2 separate regions of the Bicyclus anynana genome follow, and region 2 is linked to region 1. The links are chromatin contacts, called in public Hi-C maps. All regions are on one chromosome and are shown on one strand. The core of a region is the stretch at or near the end of the contact, and the rest is flanking DNA. Distances in the headings are between cores, read along the strand shown.

Region 1 (4,722 bases), core at 853-3,352:
TTGGTGATAATAAGATAAAAAGTGCTGGGCATGTTTTTTTTATATTTTACTAAATCTGTGTTAATATTATAAAGTGGAAAAAGATTGTTTGTTTATTTGTTTCTATTGCTTCGAAACTACTGAACCGATTTGAAAAATTCTTTCACTGTTTAGAAGCTACACTATCCCTGGGTCCTATATATAATACATTTTGTCTCCGTATTCCTAAGGGAACGGAAACTACGCGGGTAGAACTACGCGTCAAAAGGCGTCTGCTAGTATTAAATAATGAGACTAGATGAAAAAATAATAAATGTTTAGAAAAAGTGACTATATCTATTATAATAATGGGTATAATTAATAGTTATGTATACAGATCTATTATTCTAAAATGAGACAGCGTGACTATATAGTCGATAAACAGGCTTAGTAACACTCGCTGGCGAAATAGAGGTCAATGACAAGACCTATCTATACTTTCAGCATCGATCCGATTCAATCAATAACACTTTTTGTTCCATTATATAAAACGTCTATAGGGTTAGGTGGTTAGTTTCCGGGAAGTGTATAAATAATACCATCGCAATCGCAAAAGAAATCTTCTTATTCGAATTATAAAAGTAAGTACATAAAACGAGTTCGGTTTCATGTTTTTGCGCGTACGCATCCGGCGTTTGCAGCGCTCGGGCCGTCAAAGTATTTCTTTTGATAATTTCATCCTGCAAATGACTTTTGTTTATAAATATTTCTTTTGAATTCAATATGAAATAGATCATAACAGGCAAAAATAGACAATAGTCTATCAGGATTCTAAAATGGATCAAAGGAAGTTTATTTTACGAATACTTTTTTTTTAATAATCATCATATTTTATTTCTTCCTATTATGTGGAGAAGCTGCAGAATGGGGGGCATGCGGTGTGGCGAGGTGGCGCGGAGGGGAGGGGAAACACGCGGTAACCAACGAAACGAAAATTTGTGAGGTCAACGAACGTAAGTGGCCGCACAACCAAACATCAGGTTGATTCACTTTTCATCTACGCTTCGCAATAGGCCTTCGTTGTATATAAAAAGAAAATAGAGAACTCGTTTTGTACAGCGATGAATGCTAATAAAAATATTGCGAAATATTTGTGAATGCTTAACGAGTTAGACAACAATTAATGACATAACTACTGTATTTACTCGTATTGATGATATCATTATTATATTCCGAGTTTCTTGCTTGCGCAATGATAAATATACTGATAAGTATTTCGCGATCCTTAGAGTAAAACTTAACTTTTAATCTACTTTGGGTAATGATGTTTGGAAATCCCTACAAAAGGCCTATGCTGCAGTGGACGCCTTTTGTAGGGATGCTCCTTGCTGGATGCAGGCGGCTCTTTATGGAAGGTCTGGAAAAAACTTTGGTCTTATCAAAACCATTATTGTTTGGTAGTCCTTACAGGAGGCCTTTATCCTTAGCGCTGGTCATTCACCGGGTGGTAATGATAATGATGATATTGATATGATTCTTTTGATCAATATAATTAATGCAATGCAAGTAACAATGTATTGTGCACTAGTGGACGCCCGCAAATCCGTTCGGTGAAATTCTGTTTTTCATAAATCCCGCGTTAACCATGGAATTCACTGAAATAAAAAGTAGCCTATATTCTGCTCCAAGGTTCAATTCATCTCTGTACCAAAGTTCATTAAAATCTGTTTAGTGGTTTAGCTATGAAAAGGTAACGTACACACTAACTTTTACATATATTAGTAAGTCTGGATTATTATTACTAATGATTTAGATTATGAAATGTTTTCTCGGTGCGATAACTGTTGTCAAGTAAGTCCGAGTACATTGACCGTACCACATTAATATTTTTCATTGGTGTCCTTTTTCCTTTCTCCTCGAACACAATGCGTATGTCACCTGTATAAATATTCGACACGAAGCGTACAGAACATTCTGTAACGTGAGTGGTAACGCCAAAAGCATGAGTTTTTACTTTTATCGAGCGAACTTGCGTGATTGCTTTTTCTAGCTCTTATTTCTTACACCATAAAGTATATAATCCCACTGCTATATACTACTTTTAGTTAAGGCTGTATTAAGTAAACCGAATGTCAGATCAGGTCGATGACTTGGTGTTCGGCGGGAATTTTGCGGCCATCACAAGAAGTGGTGGAGTTGCAAAGGCAACGTTGTTATTCCAAGATGTTATTTTTAATGATAGTCAATCGTATTACAATGGAGTAAGGTTTATATTTAAAAAAAATATGTGGCATATATGTTACATTTATATATATACAGAACATAGCATATCAAATTAAAAGATACGTTTAGGTAATTTTTAAAATGTCAAAGGAACTATCTATTGTTCTTTATTATAATTTCCGTAATCTGTACTTTTTTAAATGTTCCATTAAAGCTTTAACTTTGTCTCGGTGCATTTATAGTTTTTTACTAGGAGTTTCTATTTAGTTATTAATTTTAAGAAATATTAAGAAAACAAATAATATGTTTTAAGTGGCCAAAGCCTAATAATAAAAATCCTCAAAACCTTTTAACCATTACTATAAATTTAGATTTATTTACAGTTAATTATTATCATCACAGATAAAATTTAGACTTGTTTACATTATTCTCATCACAATACATATTACAAAAAAAGGAAAATTCAGTAAGATTTAGTGATAATGGGAAAGTTAGTCTTTATTCAACATTTCGTTCGTTTTTTGCATTATTTCGTGTTTTTATTTGTTTTATTGTAAAATAATCGATGACTTGTAAATAAATCCGTTCACTTAAACCAAGAACTACGTAGGTTCAAACTACATAAATACAAGGTTTAAGGTTTGCTTACAAGCTAAATATGTTTAGTCTATTCCGAGCTCTTTTTAGCAGAACCTACCTTCCAATCGTCATATTTGATTATTGTAGTGACTCTACCACCGTAGAGTCACTACAATACAGTTGGTAAACTAAACTAAAATAAACGAATTTTGCATTTCGATTTGAGCTTCATAGCTTCATAGCATCATAAAGTTGGTATGAAAATCACCGTCATTATCATCAAAAAACTGTACCAATTGCTTGCGATGACTAGACATGCCTCATTTTAGGATTTTGTTGGCTCGACCCTAAAATCCTAAAATGTATCATTTTAACTGTTCATCTTATGATTTAATGTAAATACTTTTGTTATAATAATAAATAACGATTTTTATACATAATTCACCCCTTTCAGAACGAAAATAGCAATTGTGACGAAGTGTTTGAAAATCATGTACTGTTCAAATCAAAATGTTTTACATTTTTGGAATCCTTATTATTAAACTAAGTGTACTTTGCCTAGTACATTTTCTTTTCAATGTGACCGTTAAAAGTACATACAAAAAAAATCGTTTAACATTTTTACGCAAAAGCTTACTTTGCAGTAGAAAAAATTTAACTTTCATTACTTGAAACAACTACTCATAAGTAAATATCAAGTACAAAAACAACGCTTAAGTAATTTTTCAGCACATGGTATGACTCAACTGCGCTGAAGGTAGGGATTTTTGTATTTTGTACAAAAATCAATATAACTTAAAAACCGTAAAACTTCGGCTAACATAAATTGCGTTATTATAAATTGCGTTATAGTAGGCATTGATGTCAGCTATCGCCTTGTAAAGTATGTCGTACTATTTACGGGACACCCTGTATATTAGTGTGAAGCGTGATGTGATGTGATTTTCATATAATCCAGTTGAACGATAATGAACAATTTAGGACTATTAAAAAACGTCAACTAGCTTATTGACTACGCACCTACCTACCTCTGACAGGAACATGAGGTAAAATGAAGTATGTCTGGTTATTGCAGGCTTTCGGTCCATAATATTGTGCTTTGAATGTAAAGCAAGCTCAGAGACGAATTCCGAGCACGTTGATGTCGTTTGTATGCACTTCTAGAATTTACATTATGTTGTTATTATGGTTAAAATAGGTTATGTAATAAAATGTTGTGGCCTAATAATACATTGACTTAATATGCAACTTATTTTTAGGGTTCCGTACGTTAACCCTTGTAGGATAAATCTTTTAAGAACCTTTAGCTCGGGAACACGTGGAGGTATGTATTGAGTTGAAATTAGAAAACATAGACTTAGGTAAATTTTAATTAATCATTGGTTGAGTTTCCGGCTCTGCTCAGCAGACCCTGCCTTTCGATCAGATGGTAGACTCTCTACAAATAATCAAAATGCAAAGTAATAATATTAATTGATTATGAAACACGGCTAAAACTCACGTGATACAACGTCGGTTTATGCCCGACTAGTTTCTTCTAGTCACGATCCAAGCTGAACGCCGCATAGCATGAACCAGCTCATGACTAAGGGCCCCTTATGGGTTCGAAATCTATCTGCTGAATCGATCTTGAGGAAATGTATAATTATAAATTAGACAAATAGAAATGTAGTTCTGTTCATAAACAATACTCGTAGTAGTGCGGTGTTATTTTCGTAAAATTGTGATAATTTGGCGACATTTCTAGCGCCATCTAGTATAGTCTTGAGGTACTGAGTGAGATTCCCTACCTTAATACTTTTGATTAAATTGTTAGATACGTTTTCGATGAGCGAACCTAAAAAAAATCCAATAAACACCCCCTTTTTTGAAGTCGGTTAAAAACTGTACGACTACAGTAAAGAGCACTTACATCCAGAATGCATCTTATGAATACCCTATTAAGCAGACACAGCTATATAT
Region 2 (4,722 bases), core at 1,108-3,607, 35 kb before region 1:
TAAATATGCTAAGATGAAGTGAGACTGAAAGTCGACTCTATGCCGAGGGGCGTAAACACAAAATCGCGTAAGCGAAAGCTGCGCAAGCGACCGTGGCTCGCACTCTGCTCGCGGTTCAATGACCGACTTTTCACGGGTTTGTCAGCCTTATGTTATATCATCGGCCGAGTCAGTGTCATTGCCGAAATTGCGAACAACGCGTGTGCTAATTTGAATCTTTTCGCTTTCCGCATTGAGACCACTTTTGCTTGCGCGTCCGGAAGTTTTTTGGATGTATCTACCATATTCGTGGTACATTTATGTATTGGTCTTGTAATTTTTATATAAGTACATATATGATTTCAAGATGTTTTTGTTCGTGCATACAAAGTATCATCACGCGCAGGTTAACTTAAAATGAAAATGTTTTGTCTTTTGTTGGTATTTTTATGTAAGTTTAGATGTATGATTGATATAGTATTTATATTTAGGATATTTTTTATTATAATCTGACTGAAAGTAATTTAAGTGTGATAGGTTACAATTGATTTATTTGATATTTTTTCAACATACAGTACGGAATAGATATGAAACGAATGTGGTGATAATATCCATAAATATGTATGGGAAGGGACAGCAGTGGAAAGGAAAAAGGAAAGGAAAGAAGATTGAAGGAAAGAAAGAACATGTGACACCTAAAGCGTAAAAGAGGCGACGAATTGACGCCAGATGACGTTGATGACGTCGACGATTGGTGACGAGAATAGTCAGTGGAAGATATGTGTGATTTTACAAAAAGTGAAATAAGTGCAAAAAAATTACGGCGTTATCCTAATATCTAAAACTTGCCAAATAAATATCTATTCTTGTAATGTATGTATGTATGTATGTAATGTATGTAATGTTTGTAATTGGTTCCAGTAAGAAAGTTATGAAGGTTTTGGCTTTTCTCAAAGTTACTCTTATATAGGCACTGCTGGATACTGATGGCCGGAGACCGTAATGTTTGGAAGGCTATATTAGAGGCCTATGTCCAGCAGTGGACGTTAATCGGTTTATAATAATGATGATGATGATGGATTATGATATACTCGTATTGGTATACTCTACATACAAGCTTGTATAAGACAGGACAACATCTGTCAAGTTAGCTGGCAAGTCGAACGTTCGCTAGTCTCATATATACTGATCTAGATACAAAGTAGACTTGATTTTCAAAGTAAATAAACGACATACAATAATTATAGTTTGTTTACACTGCACGCACATGTCTCGATGTGTGGGTGGGGTGAGTTACGTAATCCGCCTCACGTGCGAACAGTCGCCTTGAAATTGAACTCGCAAGGTTCAAGGTTCGCTTTTTGCAATCATCAACAATGGTGTGTGTATGTGTGTGCATGGGTGAGTTTGCACGCATGTGCTAGGACTTGTTTATTATGATAATTATAGCCTAAAACCCCTCCCAGAGTCATCGCTCCACTATTATAGTTGGGTTTTAATGACCCCTATAGTTGTAATCTGGATAATTGGTCATATCTGGCCGTGTTAATGACTTTCATTGTCTGGAGTTAATAATTATAAGAAATAAGGTATAGATTTTCGTTTAATATTTACTTTAAATTAGTTTATAAATGGATTTTCTATTTACACATCTGTTGAATAATTTTGAAGAAAATATATTGTTAATCTAAACTAAAAAATATTTTTAATAGTTAAATATGAAGATTAATAATTTTATTTAAGCATATAATTCATAAAGTATTAGTATTTTATTTTCGAACATTTTATAAAGTCAATATAGTTTTGTCAATATACCTTATCACTACTGAAATTAACTTATGGTTATATAAATATTATCTATAGTAAACATTAAGCTTTAAGTAGAGAATATTATTAATAATTACTAGTTACTTATAATAAAATAAAAGGCGAGAAGTAAGCAAAAGGAGTAGCTGCGTTTAATAAGATCGCGTTGATGTCTTTTAAACGCAACAACTGATACGAGCTTAAAATATTATTATTTATAAAGGAAAAATATATACAATAACAAAATGCACCCAAATAAATAAATCATTTTCTAATCACTCACCACGACTGCATAATAATCCAGTAAACACGACCGTGGGACATCCAGATCGGGAAAATAAATCCGTAAATATAATCACTAAAGCTTAAAAACTACACTGCACGTCACTTAAAAATATAAGTCTTGTATGAGATCTGAGTTGCTTTCAGTCTGAAACACGTTAGAGGGTCATGTCGGGAGACGGCGCGCGCACCGAGAGCTCCGAATAACTGATAAAGTGTGGCTGGTTCATGGTCGGAGACGTCCTTCCCGCGCAGCCTACAGCCCGCACCGCGCCTGCGCTTCTTCCGCGCTGCGCCCGCGCCGGGTGAATGAACTGCTGCGCGAGCGAGACGGACGCCAATGCCACGGTCGCACGACCACTTCTATCTCGGCAAGGCAATCTAGTACAAGTGTCAATTCTGTTTCCCATTTCTCTAATATTTTGTATTATTGGATACTTCGCTATCTGATTAGCTGGCGTTGAGAATATTCTTATATCTGAAAATAAATAATATAATGTTATTTCTTAAATACATCCCGTTTATTGCGTATTATGGAGTATTTCGAAAATAAATTCTTATTCAATTGATATTTAAAAATATTGAACAGTTTCTTTTTTCATTTATTTAGGAAACAAATAGCATTAACATAAAAACAATAATTTTTACACAACATTAAAACAATAAGTTAATGAATAGAACAAATTTAGATATTCGTACAATATTATTTACACAATTTATACTGAATTTCATGTTTATTGTAAACTAAGTAAAACCGTAAATGTTGAAAAAAATGTATAATTTTTTTTTTGAACATTAAGCAGTATTTGCATTTTTTGCACATAGTATGTATAAACAATAGGCAATATTTTATATTGAAAATTACGCATTAGGTAATTTTCGAAAAACTCACAAATCTGAGACAACGCCACACAGAGCCGGAAGAAAATCCTCCAAGTATGGTTCCTGCAAAAGGGAATCTCATCCTCAGGAGATGTTGAATGAACAATGAAAATTGTAGAGATTGTCAATCACACACTAGAGCCCTTAATTAAAGAAGTGCAAATTTTCCGTCTTCTTAAATCTATAATGTGCTGCATTTGTAAAAATCCTACTTTTTCCAAGAAAAACAAAGGGGTTTTATATATATAAAAAACCCCTTTATTTTACTCAACCATACCCCTGATTTGTTTTTAGGTTGCCTAACTTAATGATAATGTGCTTAACGGTACGTATTTGCCAGTTACGAAGTAAATAGCCACGGCCAAAAGCTCCCACCAGACTAGAACCGAGCCAATTTAGATGATGTAAAAACCGTTATTAATCTGTGCTGAAAATCGAACCCAGGACATCTCAGTTATAGAGAAAAGCATCCACAACTGCGCCAGAAAGGTCTTTAAAAACGTGTTCTACAATTTAATCATGATCCGAGCAGATGTTATTTCATAGGCACGTGGTATTCCAAATATCCTCGTGCTCCAAGTATAATAAGTCGCGGTGAAAGATACTAGATAAGAAAGAAAGGTTTACAGTTAAACAGTTACGTTGTGCATATGGGAGGCAACAAAGGAACATTATGTAACTCCGATCGAAGCCTTAATCACGGTCCGCGATCAGATTGCCTTACCTGCGGGACCCTCATGTTTTTTGCCACTAAAGGGTGCCCATTATGTTACTATATAAAAAACCATAACGGTTCTTCGTCCCAGCACACATTGCGATGACAAAAACATAATAACATTGAAACTATTACGTTTCCTGGGGCAGAAAATGTGACTGTTTGAGGTTTAAACGAGTATGATGTGTTGTACCCTGTACATACAGTTGTTGTAAACTCGAACATAATCTTAAATCTAAAACTCGTATTTTACTTATTCAAACATAGCATGGGGCATATTATTAATATACAGAGTTTATTAAACTATCGAATGATACTAAGATATTTAAACAAATTGTAGGTAGGTATGCCAACTAAAAAAAAATGAAATCTTTAAAAAGCTTTCTGTTGTGGTATTTTTGTCTGTTTATTTTTTCAAGCATCGATCAAATTTCATGTTTTCACAGGCAAATCAATCTTGGCCTGGAGCAATACAAACTTCTTTCATTGAGAGTTTAAAAAAAAGAACCGAAATCTCTGTGTGATTTTTGTTTCATTTATAAATCACTACAATTTAGTAATTACTACGTCAAAGGCTATTCGGAATCATAATTAATAATCCCTATAATATGTAAAAGTGTTTTTGTACCTACTTCTAGGTACAAACTTTTTGCTTACATTAACAAGAATTTTAATTGAATTTTTAATCACAATACTCTTGATACTGAAAATATTTATTTTCCGTGATCATTTCATTTAATAAATATATTACAATGACCTAGACAAAGTAGACTATAACCACAATTTACAATTCTCTATACAATAATTCAAGAATACTTGTAGTTAGATACCGAGTTGCGAGCATTCCTCAATTTTCATTATGTAGTTTTATTATTTAATTTTATTTTTAATTAAATCCAGGTAAAATAAGTATTAAAGTAGTAAAAAAATATCAGAAATCTTTCGATTATATTATCTGCGATCGTATTTGAATTACAGAAATATATCTAACAGGACTGAATAGAATTACAGAACTATATTCAGTACACCGGCATCAGCAATATTTATTTCGTTTAACT

Evidence for each region. Hi-C and Micro-C count contacts between places; a contact is called where the count stands out from the background.
Region 2: a contact with region 1 is called in a Hi-C map of whole larva, with 2.9 times the contacts expected there. The contact joins the promoter of LOC112048387 here to the enhancer-like site in region 1. A contact is called at or near these places in 2 of 2 Hi-C or Micro-C datasets (whole body and whole larva).

The regions. Positions count from the first base shown.
Region 1 is chr7:9,262,096-9,266,817 of ilBicAnyn1.1, reverse strand. No RefSeq gene overlaps it. Among protein-coding and RNA genes, the nearest start is that of LOC112048304, 21 kb to the right of the region's middle. Within about 2 kb of position 2,102, at least 7 of the 8 cell types and tissues checked have open chromatin away from gene starts, as enhancers often do.
Region 2 is chr7:9,297,828-9,302,549 of ilBicAnyn1.1, reverse strand. It overlaps LOC112048387, which reads right to left and starts at 2,357. Exons shown (of 9, transcript XM_052882672.1): 1 at 2,069-2,357.